Linked DNA regions of Mus musculus: region 1 is linked to region 2. Evidence: chromatin contacts called from public HiChIP or PLAC-seq data. All regions are on one chromosome and are shown on one strand. The core of a region is the stretch at or near the end of the contact, and the rest is flanking DNA. Distances in the headings are between cores, read along the strand shown. Region 1 overlaps Abr (active BCR-related gene). Region 2 overlaps Nxn (nucleoredoxin).

Evidence for each region. HiChIP or PLAC-seq counts read pairs in DNA pulled down with a chosen protein or histone mark.
Region 1: a contact with region 2 is called in an HNF4G HiChIP or PLAC-seq map of pancreatic cancer cells. The contact joins two enhancer-like sites. A contact is called at or near these places in 2 of 115 datasets of contacts at active chromatin or transcription factors (embryonic stem cells and pancreatic cancer cells) and 3 of 9 other capture datasets (adipose tissue, liver and pancreatic islet).

Annotation. Positions count from the first base shown.
Region 1 is chr11:76,419,016-76,423,821 of GRCm38.p6, reverse strand. It overlaps Abr (active BCR-related gene), which reads left to right. Exons shown (of 23, transcript NM_198895.2): 20 at 640-774; 21 at 1,564-1,669; 22 at 3,940-4,087; 23 at 4,629-4,806. The coding sequence ends at 4,718. Among named protein-coding and RNA genes, the nearest start is that of Timm22, 14 kb to the right of the region's middle. Within about 2 kb of position 1,466, at least 14 of the 459 cell types and tissues checked have an H3K27ac peak or open chromatin away from gene starts, as enhancers often do. A contact at or near this core is called in pancreatic cancer cells, where this site is marked.
Region 2 is chr11:76,284,329-76,289,694 of GRCm38.p6, reverse strand. The region is part of intron 1 of Nxn (nucleoredoxin); the gene reads left to right. Among named protein-coding and RNA genes, the nearest start is that of Mrm3, 43 kb to the right of the region's middle. Within about 2 kb of position 4,029, at least 81 of the 459 cell types and tissues checked have an H3K27ac peak or open chromatin away from gene starts, as enhancers often do. A contact at or near this core is called in pancreatic cancer cells, where this site is marked.

The DNA.
Region 1 (4,806 bases), core at 217-2,716, 140 kb before region 2:
CTCGTTCTGGGTTACCCAACTTGCACGTTTCTGTTCCTGAACTTAAATTGAGACCTTTTGACTCCATAGTATACATTGCTGGCTCAGACTTCTTCCTCCCTGCTGTCTTCGGGCCCTGTTACCATGTGGCAGGTCTCTTCTGTGGCGGGTCCTGGCCCTCAGTTTCCCCTCTTCTATCAGGCTGGGTCGGGCTAAGGCACTGGTATTATATCCAGCGTTCAGGATGCTTGAGCTAGGCAGGCAGCCATGATGAGTCCACGTAGGGTGAGGGTAGGCTAGGGGCTGGGAACATGATGATATATGGCTCCCTAGACCACGTAATTAGGTGTGTGCTATGTGGGGTGGGTATCACTCTGGTACTCTGAGCAACTCATTATGTCCCTCCTTTCTTCTGAGAAGTCACAGCAGATAGACTCTAACCTGTCCCTTGATGCCCTTGCCCACAGATAGCATCTGCATTGACATATGGTAGAGCTTGTGGGCACCATGTATACCCTACCTTCCTAAGGGGAGGCAGTAAAGGAGTGCAGTGCGTAGAGGTTCGAGGGACAGATATGAGGGACGGAAACAGTACTTAGGGCTGCCCCTGAGATGTCTCGGAGGTGAGTGTAGCCTCTGACCTTGCCCCCTCCTGTACAGATAACAAGGACATCCTACTGATGCTGAGCGACATGGACATCAACGCCATCGCTGGGACCCTCAAGCTATACTTTCGGGAGCTGCCTGAGCCCCTCCTTACAGATAGACTTTATCCAGCCTTCATGGAGGGCATTGGTGAGGCTTCTGCAGTCTTGAGGGTTGGTTGGGCTGAGTCTCCTAGACTGGTAACATGAAAAGCAGGAGGAAATGCCCCAGGCATTCCTGCCAGTGGCTTGTCCAGAGCAGTCTTGTTCTTGTGACTGAAGGACCTGAGAATGAAGTGCAGCCTGCTGAGGCTGGGCCCTTTTACCTGTCCCGCTGTCCATGTGTCCCTTTTGTGACTCCCCCTTACACACTGATCCTGGAGACACAGGCATTTATGGAAGAAGGCCCTGAGCTGGCAGGGCCTAGAGCTAGGGAAGAAGCTGGTTAAAGCTGTAGTTTACTGGGGACAGCTGTTCTGAGCCCCACGGAGTGGCTCTCCTCATTGCCTAGGTACTTGCCAGTGGAGCTCCTGTGACCACCTACAAGGGCCACTTCCAGGCCTGGCACAGTGCTCCCTTCTTCTCCTGAGGCAGATAAGACTTGAGACCCTGTAGAGAATGTGAAGCCTAGGGGAGGCTGTTCAGTATAGGCCAGCTTCAGAGCTGTTTGACAGAGAACATCCCCACCCCTAGTAATAACTTGTGACTAGTGGATTAAACTAGCATGGAGTTTGGGTTGGGTGAACCGGGGTAATGGTCAGTGAGAAGGGAAGGGAGAGGCTGCTCCCTCAGCCTACCTTCTAGCCACGTTATGAGTCATGGTTGGGCATCCTAGGGAAACCCACTGTTGACAGGCCACACACAGGTCAGGCCTTCTCTCTGTGGTCCAGGCTTCTGGCCTTCCAGGCAGGCCCTGCCCTAGCCCTTTCTCCTCCTGCAGCCCTGTCAGACCCTGCTGCCAAGGAGAACTGCATGATGCACCTACTCCGCTCCCTGCCTGACCCCAACCTCATCACCTTCCTTTTCCTGCTGGAACACTTGAAAAGGTAAGGAGGAGAGGCAGGGCCCAGCCCAGAGCAGCTTCCTGTCCTGTCCCACCAGACCGATCGTCTCAGCTCCACCTCCTGGGTCCTGGCCTGTGCTAGGCCACCCGCAGCAGGCTGAGCGCTTGTTTCTCCCTGTCCTGAGCTCACAATTGGTTGTTGGGAAACTGGCTCCTAATTGCAGTATAAAATAATTGGCCATGGTACCATAGCACATGCCTGTGGTCAAGATGCTGAAGCAGGGGGATTGCTTGAACAATCAAGAACTAGCTTGGGAAACATAAGGAGACTCTCGTAGAATGGTGGGGTGAACCAAAGGGCCTCAGGTGGGTTTAATCTGTGGGCCCCAAAAGCAGCCATTTATTTAGTTAGTACAACTTTTTGTTCTGTTTACATTTATTTATTGTGTGCATGCGTGTATGCATGTGTGGTTCGCATGTGGAGATTGTAGAAGTCGACTCTATTATGTAGCTTCTGAGGGCTGGACTCAGGGTGTCAGAATTGGCAGTAAGGGCCTTTAGCCACTGAGCCGTCCTGCTAGCCCAGTGCAGCATTTTTTAAGTGAAATAGAAAGGGTAGCAGAAGGGTGAGCTCCAGGCAAAAAGATTGCTTTATTCCATTACCTGTCCATGTGTCCTGGGTTGTTACATCATCTGATGTGTTCATTATGAGTCAGTTAAGAATTTGAAGCCTACTGGTCTTGGCCCATACATTATGAAACAGGGAAACTGAGACCCTAAGCCCAGCAGGGACTTGCTTGGCTTAGCTGTAAAATTGTACTTAATGCCCACAAGTCCTAAACTAAGGCCCTTCTCACCTTCCCTTGCCCCTCCTATGGTCAGGGCAAACCAGAGCTGTTAAGCTGACATCACTATTTAGTACTGAACTTAGTACCAGCCTGTCCTCATCACTTACTTTTTAGCCCAGGACTAATTACAGACACCAGTTGGAAGGAGGTCACTTGGTATTCCTTAAATCCACTTGCTACCATGGGCCAGCGCCTCTGAGCTCATCCCCTCATCTGGGTGCTGGCTGTGGTTCAGGCAGGCCAGGCTCTGGAGGGCGCCAGTGGGGACCTAGTCACAGCTGGCGCTGGAGTCTTGTTTTTCTCATCTTGAGACAATGTCCCTCCCTCTGGTTTGGCCAGGACCAAAGTCCCAACCAACTAGTTTGGTGAACATTGTGAGAGGACATGCTGAGGAGGAATGGGAAGGGAAAAAATGCATTAGGTTTTCCATCCTGGGAACTGGGCCCGTGTGTGTGTGTGTGTGTGTGTGTGTGTGTGTGTGTGTGTGTGTGTGTGTGTACACGAGGTAGAGGCTAGCCAGCTGCACAGCTGTCTGCTGGCACTACATTTGCCTGTTTCCAAAGTAGTCAGCAGGCACATTTGTGACTCTCCTGGTGGGAGAATAGGATGAGAGGCCCTATCCAGGGTTTGTGTGTATGGAGACTCCAGAAACATTTCCTAGTATGGAGTCGGGGGAGGTCCAAAATTTCTTGGTGTGTTTGGTGATACTGAGCCTTCCTCGACAGTAGCCAGAGATGGTAGTTCCCACTTTCACTCAGGGGACAGATCAACCTAGTCTATTACATAATAGAAGGGGAGATCTGGAAAGAGTCAGAGCAGGCCCATGAGCAGGCTCTTCAGAGACAATGGGGAATTCAGCCTCCAGACTTGCCTGTGGTGTAGACTGTTCCTGCTACAACACAGCCTGGATAACTGTAGGCTCAGCTAGCAGCTGCCTCTGGGCAGCAGGTCCTCTCTGCTCTGCCCTCTCCACTGCTGACTTCCCATAAGTGTACTACTGTTGGGCTCTGGAGTGGCTCCTGGGGAGACTACTCATCGCTCAGAAACCAGCTCTAGCACCTATTAGCTGTGTGACTGTAGGGACATCACTAAACCTCTTATTTGGTTCCCTCACCTCTGTAGAGGGGATGACGACAACATACAGGATTACAGGAAGAGTCCTTAGAGCTGTCTCCATCTTATCTAAGTCAAGAGGGATGCCATTGGGTAGTGGTTAGTCCTTAGGCTTGGCAATTTTCCATCAGCATGGCACATAGCTTAGGAGCTAGTAGGGGTATGTTACAGCAGTTTACTAGGACGTAGCTGGGACCTCAGTCCCTTCGCCTAATGTCTTTCCCACCTATTGGAAGGGAGGTTAGGTGTCTGCCGCTTTGGTGTCTTTGAGGGAGCTTCTACAAGTACCTTTAGCTTCTTGGGGCTCCTGTGGCCGCTGAGGAGTGACTCTGTTCGCCTTCCTTTCTCTCAGGGTTGCTGAGAAGGAGCCCATCAACAAGATGTCACTTCACAACCTTGCCACGGTGTTTGGCCCCACGTTACTGAGACCATCAGAAGTGGAGAGCAAAGCACATCTCACATCAGCTGCAGACATCTGGTCCCATGATGTCATGGCCCAGGTACTACCAGCACTGTGTAGGAGGCCCCACCTCCCCTGCTAGGCAGCTGAATTAATGGTATATAGGGTGCCCAAGCACTTGGCTGCAGAGCACCCTTCCTGCTCAAGGCAAGACAACAATGTATGAGTCTACACATGGTTGAAGAATGTCTGTCCCAGGTGCTAGCTGCTTTCCTGAGGGCTTCAGTCTCAGAAGAGGGACAGAAGACTGAGAGCTGGGGATTGACCTCGTGAATGAAAGCCCCAGGGTTGCTTTCAGGGTCAAGAGGCTCATCTTCAGCACCCATCTCAGGCCCATGCTGAAAGCTTTTGACTTAGACAAGGAAGTGGCTCCCTGACCCTTGACCCTGCAGCACCCTCCAGTGCTGTAAATGAGCAAAGCGATCTGGGCTTCAGGGAAAGGGGAAGAAGCAGGAGTGAGTCTGGGGAGTGACGTGGGTTAACTCTTGGCTGTGGCCTGGCAATCATTCCTTTTCAGCATAGCAGGGGAGGAGGGTCTGGAAGGCGAGGACCCCAACTTCAGTCTCCCTGTCTCCTCACAGGTCCAGGTCCTCCTCTACTACCTGCAGCATCCCCCCATTTCCTTCGCAGAACTGAAGCGGAACACACTGTACTTCTCCACAGACGTGTAGCCTGGGGTGGGCAGCTGTGGGGGCGGCCAGGGGCCAGCCCTCCAGCCGGGCCCCGACATAGACTTGAAAGACTGCAACAGAAACTCCC
Region 2 (5,366 bases), core at 2,780-5,279:
ATCTGCCTCTGGACTTTCAACTTCTGGTTTCTACCTGTGTGGTACCCATCAGACAGATCCTGTCTCTGGTTGTGGTTGTAACTAATGACCCCATCTTAGTGACTCCCCTGTTGTGAGACAGGAAGATCAACGGGTTGGAGGCAGCCTGGAAAGAGTCTTCACCTCTGTAATAAAGCCAGGGGTTTTTTGGGCAGGCTGCAGTTTCATCAGTGTATGATCTTTGCTCCAATCAAAGCCACCACCGTCTCCCTTTTTTTTTTCTAAAGTCAAGCTATCACTGTGTAGCCTCACCCGTCTAGCAGCCTTCCCACCCCAGCCCACCCCCACTTTCCCGATCTGAACCCGTGTGCCTGCCCTCTGGCAGAAAGTCCCTCATAAAGAGGGGACTTGTTTGCATGGCGCTTTGTCCCAGGCCTGACAGGGCCAGTGGCATTCTGGTGACCTAAGCACCCAGCACAGGGTTGCCTCCTCAGTGCTTTTCAGTTTGAAGATCACAGGCCCATTGCCCTAGCATGGACTCCTGAGAGGACCATGTGCCGGAGACACTTCTGAGCACTTCCAGTGTGTGGCCCACTGTCTGTCCTGGGCAGGAGGGGCCACAAAGCCAGCTGGTGGTTGGCATAGAACGAAGCGCGTGGAAGGTGATTTTTCCCCAGGTGGCAGAGACAGTGTCAAAACCCTACCGCCAGCGTTCCCATTCCCTGCCCTCCGATTCCTGCCTCGATGACCCCAGAACACAATGGTCCCTTTGGAGGAGGGTTCCTCAGTGGTTGCTAAGCTAAGCCTTGCCAGAAGGTGTGAATATGGAAGGGAAGCTTTCATTGCACCAGCAATGTGTGGGAGCCTGGCTGCCAGGGACGGATGCAGAAGTGGAAGTAGCAGATGGGTTTTCTCCTTCTCCTTCCAGCAGCAAAGTGGTTCATCACAGGAAGTGTCCTACAAGGGAAGCGAAGCTTTGAGACTTTTGAGTGCTCACACCCCAGGCAGAGAGGGACCTGGCCTTTACCAGGTAGGGGTGTCACCCTGTCTGTTGTGTCTGAAGGTATCCCAAATAGATATATACAAGGCCCAAGAGGTAATGTCCTTCCTTCCCTCCCCACCAGGACAAGGAACCTGCAGCTGACAGAGGTGCTAGGCCAAGGTCAGAGGTGACATCATTGTTGGTCCAGAAGAACTAGCAGTGTTTTTTGTTTGTTTGTTTTTGTGGTGGTGCTGGGGATAGAACCCAGAGCCTTGTGCACAAAGCCATAGTATAAAACATTAATAATCCTCACAGTGTGGTGTGAAGCAATATTATAATTCCATTTTTCTCCTGAGGAAACTGAGGCTCTGAAAGATGATGTGACAGATGCAAAGATCACCCACTTAATGTACCACAGGGTCAAAGTCTGGGCAGACCCAGGCCAGACCATTTTACTGTTCCACACCACCCTCCCACAAACTGGGCTCGGACTAAAGATCTCACTGACGAGGACCAAATCACCCATGTATGCAGTTCTGGTAACTCCCTACACCCCTCTTACAGTGGAGGTGGGCACGTGTAGGAGGTTTATTTAGCATGCAGAGCCCTGGCATAGTCAATTAAGCCCGTCTTCTCTTTGTCTCCTTTGCTTGTTTCTCTGGCAGGCGGCACCATCAGCTTTATGGGGTATGTGTGCATATGGTCTAAGCCCCACAGAGTCCTATTATATACTCAGAAGACTAGAAGACTAGGACAGGAACAGGAAGATCTCAAACTCAAAGCTAGCCTGGGTTACATAGAGAGTTCTTGATCAGCTTGGATGTGACCCTGACCCCACCCCCACCCCCGCCTCCAAATCCTGTGTTGTAATTGCATGGTGGGAGGCTGCTGCATTCTCATAAGCTAGTGATGGATCTGACCATCTTGACCCAACCCACGCGCTACTTTGTTCTCTGTGCTGACTCCAGTAAAAGGAGGGATGAGAAGGGGGCAGGGCATTATTAGAGAAAGGGAGAAGAGCCCCGATCACACTGGCATTCGAAGCAGATCATTTATGTGTTAAAGAGCCTGACTTGATTGCTTAGTCAGGTCCCCGGTCTAACTGACCTCCATCCCCACATTCCATTCCCCCATCAGTCAGTTCACGCAGCTTTCACGGAATACGCGACACACTGAGCACTGCCCTTGGCCAGCAGCTCCACCTCAATCTAGATCACATCCTGGAAGTCGAGCAAGGGGATCAAACGTCTGGGGTGACCTCTGGGACTAGAACAAAGCCTCCAGGAGCAGCTGGAAGGTGGGGGTGGAGCTGGCGTGACAACACTGAGACTGGTCTATTGCACATCCGCTCACCTGGGTCAGGCCTTAGTCTAAGCACTGGGAGCAACTCATCTTTTCTTCACCAGTCCATGACTGTAGGACCTGTTACCCCATTTTACAGATGGAGGAGCTCAGGAAAAGGTTAGCTCTCTCTTGCTTGAGGTCACTGAGTGGCTGACACAGGCAGTCTAGCCCGAGATCCTGTAAGGTATGTTGGGAGGTGGGGGAAGGGGAGTTTTACCTCTGGCTCTCTGCAACGGTGTGGGCTGTGTTAGTTTAGGAAGGTGGGACCCACTCAAGGGTGTGTTTTTGAGCGCCTCGCACAGAAAAGGTGGTTTGTAACTATAGTCAGCACTGGGTGGAAGGGCAGGGGGCGTTTGGCTGAGAAGGCTCTGGCTGACCTGACCACGTAGTTTGCTGATTCATCCTACATCTGGGTCAGCTTTGGCTTCATCCCACAGATTTGCAGCAGCTGTTGAGAAATAAAAGCTTAGCCCCTTTGTCAATCGCAGGCAGGGGCAGTTCTTAGCCTGGGAGTAGCTCTGGGGGGGGGGGGGGGTCACACTCAGGAGCTGAGCTTTCTCAGAAATCACCACATTGTGTTTCCCAGCATCGTCTGTGGTGCTGGCTGATGGAGTGAGTGGTTTAGATAGTCTCTGCTGTCTGCATCCGTATAGCTCACAAGTTCCAGGCCTGCCCCCTGTGATAGCGTTGCCTCATGGCTCACTATCAGAGGTTTTCTGGCCAACATCTCTGGGTTGATAGTTCCAACCGCAACCATGGAATCAGAACCTGCCATCAGGCCCATGGCAGGAATTTTCTAGAAACCGGATAGCCTGTTTAGTCATCCCTTGTGATTTCTGCCAAGTTGAGCTAATGTTGCCTCTTTGTTTCTTTCCTAATTTGCCTTGCTTCTAACTTTGTCAAACCATCAATATTTGTTTATTTGTGGGTGGGTAAAGATCAAGTCTACAGGTGGTGTATATATTCGTGAGAGGAGAGGGGTTGCATGGGCCCCTATATGACTACTCATGCACACATATGTGTGTGTACATGTATGTGCATGCATGCATGCAGGCAGGTGGGTAGGTATGTAGGTAGAACAGAAAAGGACATAAGATGTCCTGCTGTTTTTTGGTTTTTGTTTTGTTTTGTTTTGACTATGCTGGCCATTGAGACCCAGTGATCCTCTGTGGCCCCGCCATGTTGAAACTATAGCTGCATCTACTCCAGCTGGTGCTGGGGGAATCCCATCACAGTAAGCACTGTTTACCTAGTGAGCCTCTCCCCAGTCCTAATCATTCATATTTTAACATTTAGATCTCTGAGTGTTAGGGGTCTGCTGTGACACTCTATTGCAGTCACCTGGCCTTTAGGAAGCTGGAAGACAGAGGTCCTGTGAGTGACAGGTGCTGACAGAATTAACCTTGGGTGGCTCTTTGCCAGGATGGTCACTGGAGAGAGGGCAGATGTGGGCATGAAAGACCTTTGCACTTTCCAACCGCAGCAGTGGCTGTGTATGTGACCCTTTTTAAAAATGCATAGGCTGCACTGGGATGTAGTTCAGGGGCACTGGTGCCTGGCACATCAAAGCCCAGGTTTGACCCCAGCAGCACCTTACAAGATTAAAACGCTAACTTTTGCCATTGACCATTTCAAGAAAAATCTCCCGAATCCAGTGGACTATGAGCTCTCACCCTCCATCCAGGCTTGGGGTTCAAAGGCAGCTGGATGGGAAGGGCCTGACTCAGCAGCACCTCCCTCCCACGCCCGCCTGAGGCTGGCTGTGCTGAGTTTCCGAGCTTTTAGTCATTCAGCCAGAGGCAGGAAACCAAGGAGGAATTCCTTCCAGAGTCAGATGTGGTGTCAGGGTTCTCTTAGCAAAACCCACAGAGGCAAAAGCAGAAAAGCATTACAGCAGGGTGTGAGGACACACGCCACAGGCCTGTAGTCCCAGCTTATAATACCACTGTTTAAAAAAATATATATATATGTATGTATGTGTATATGTGTATATATATGAGTTTTAAAAACATTGTGTGCAAATATATATACATACGTATATACATATATACATACATACACACACACACACACACACACACATATACACACACACACACACACACACAATCAGAAGATCCGAAAGTAAGGGTAAGGAGTTACGAGGCAACCGCAAACAGGCGACATAAAACAGGGCTTCCAAATGTCTAGTGTTGCATAAGATGCCTATAACAAAGTAACTGCGTCCAGAAGGAACCCCCTTCCGTAAGTCATCTCATTTACAGCTTGCTAACTGTGAAGCTGATTGATTAACTGTAAAACAAAGCTGACACGGAAAGGGTCTTTGAAGCGGGCGCTGACAAGACAAGGGGATGTAATCATAAACGGGGTCCCAGCATTAGTGAAGCGTCCCGCGTGGACGTGGCTTTGAAAACCCAAGTGTTTCCACATGTGATGCCTTCCTTGGGCCGAAACACCCTGCAGTGGGTATTATGTGCTCCGAGTGACCTGTCCACGGAAGTCTAGTCAGGTTCAGGGCCAAGATGACAGCCCGGCCACTTGGTGACCTGTTTTCTTTCCATGCTGATGTGTTTCTTCCCAGATGAATCTCTTAGATGATGATGGCATGCTAATGATTAGATGTGGGGGTTGGGGTTCAGTGGTAGAGAGCGCTCGCCTGGAATACATGGGGTCTTCAGTTCAGTCCTCAGTACCCCCAGCCCTGAAATCTCACTGTAATACTGAGAAGAATAAGAGCTCACTTTGGGGGCGGGGTGGATTTGGAGACAGGGTCTCTCTATGTAGCCCTGGCTGTCCTAGAACTCTGTGTAGACAAAGGCTGGACTCTAACTCACAGATCCACCTGCTTCTACATCCTGAATGTAGAAGATGTGCACCACTACTGCTGCTGGGGGTGCCTTTTTAAAAGTGCACTTAGCTCACAGCACTGAGTTATCTAGACATTACCACCACCACTAACACGAAGGATGATCTGGTCACTGTAGACATTCATCAACCTGGAAAGGACTCTGGATGCTGGCACCAGGACCTTGGCCCACCCTTCCTGTGCTGTGTCTTAGGT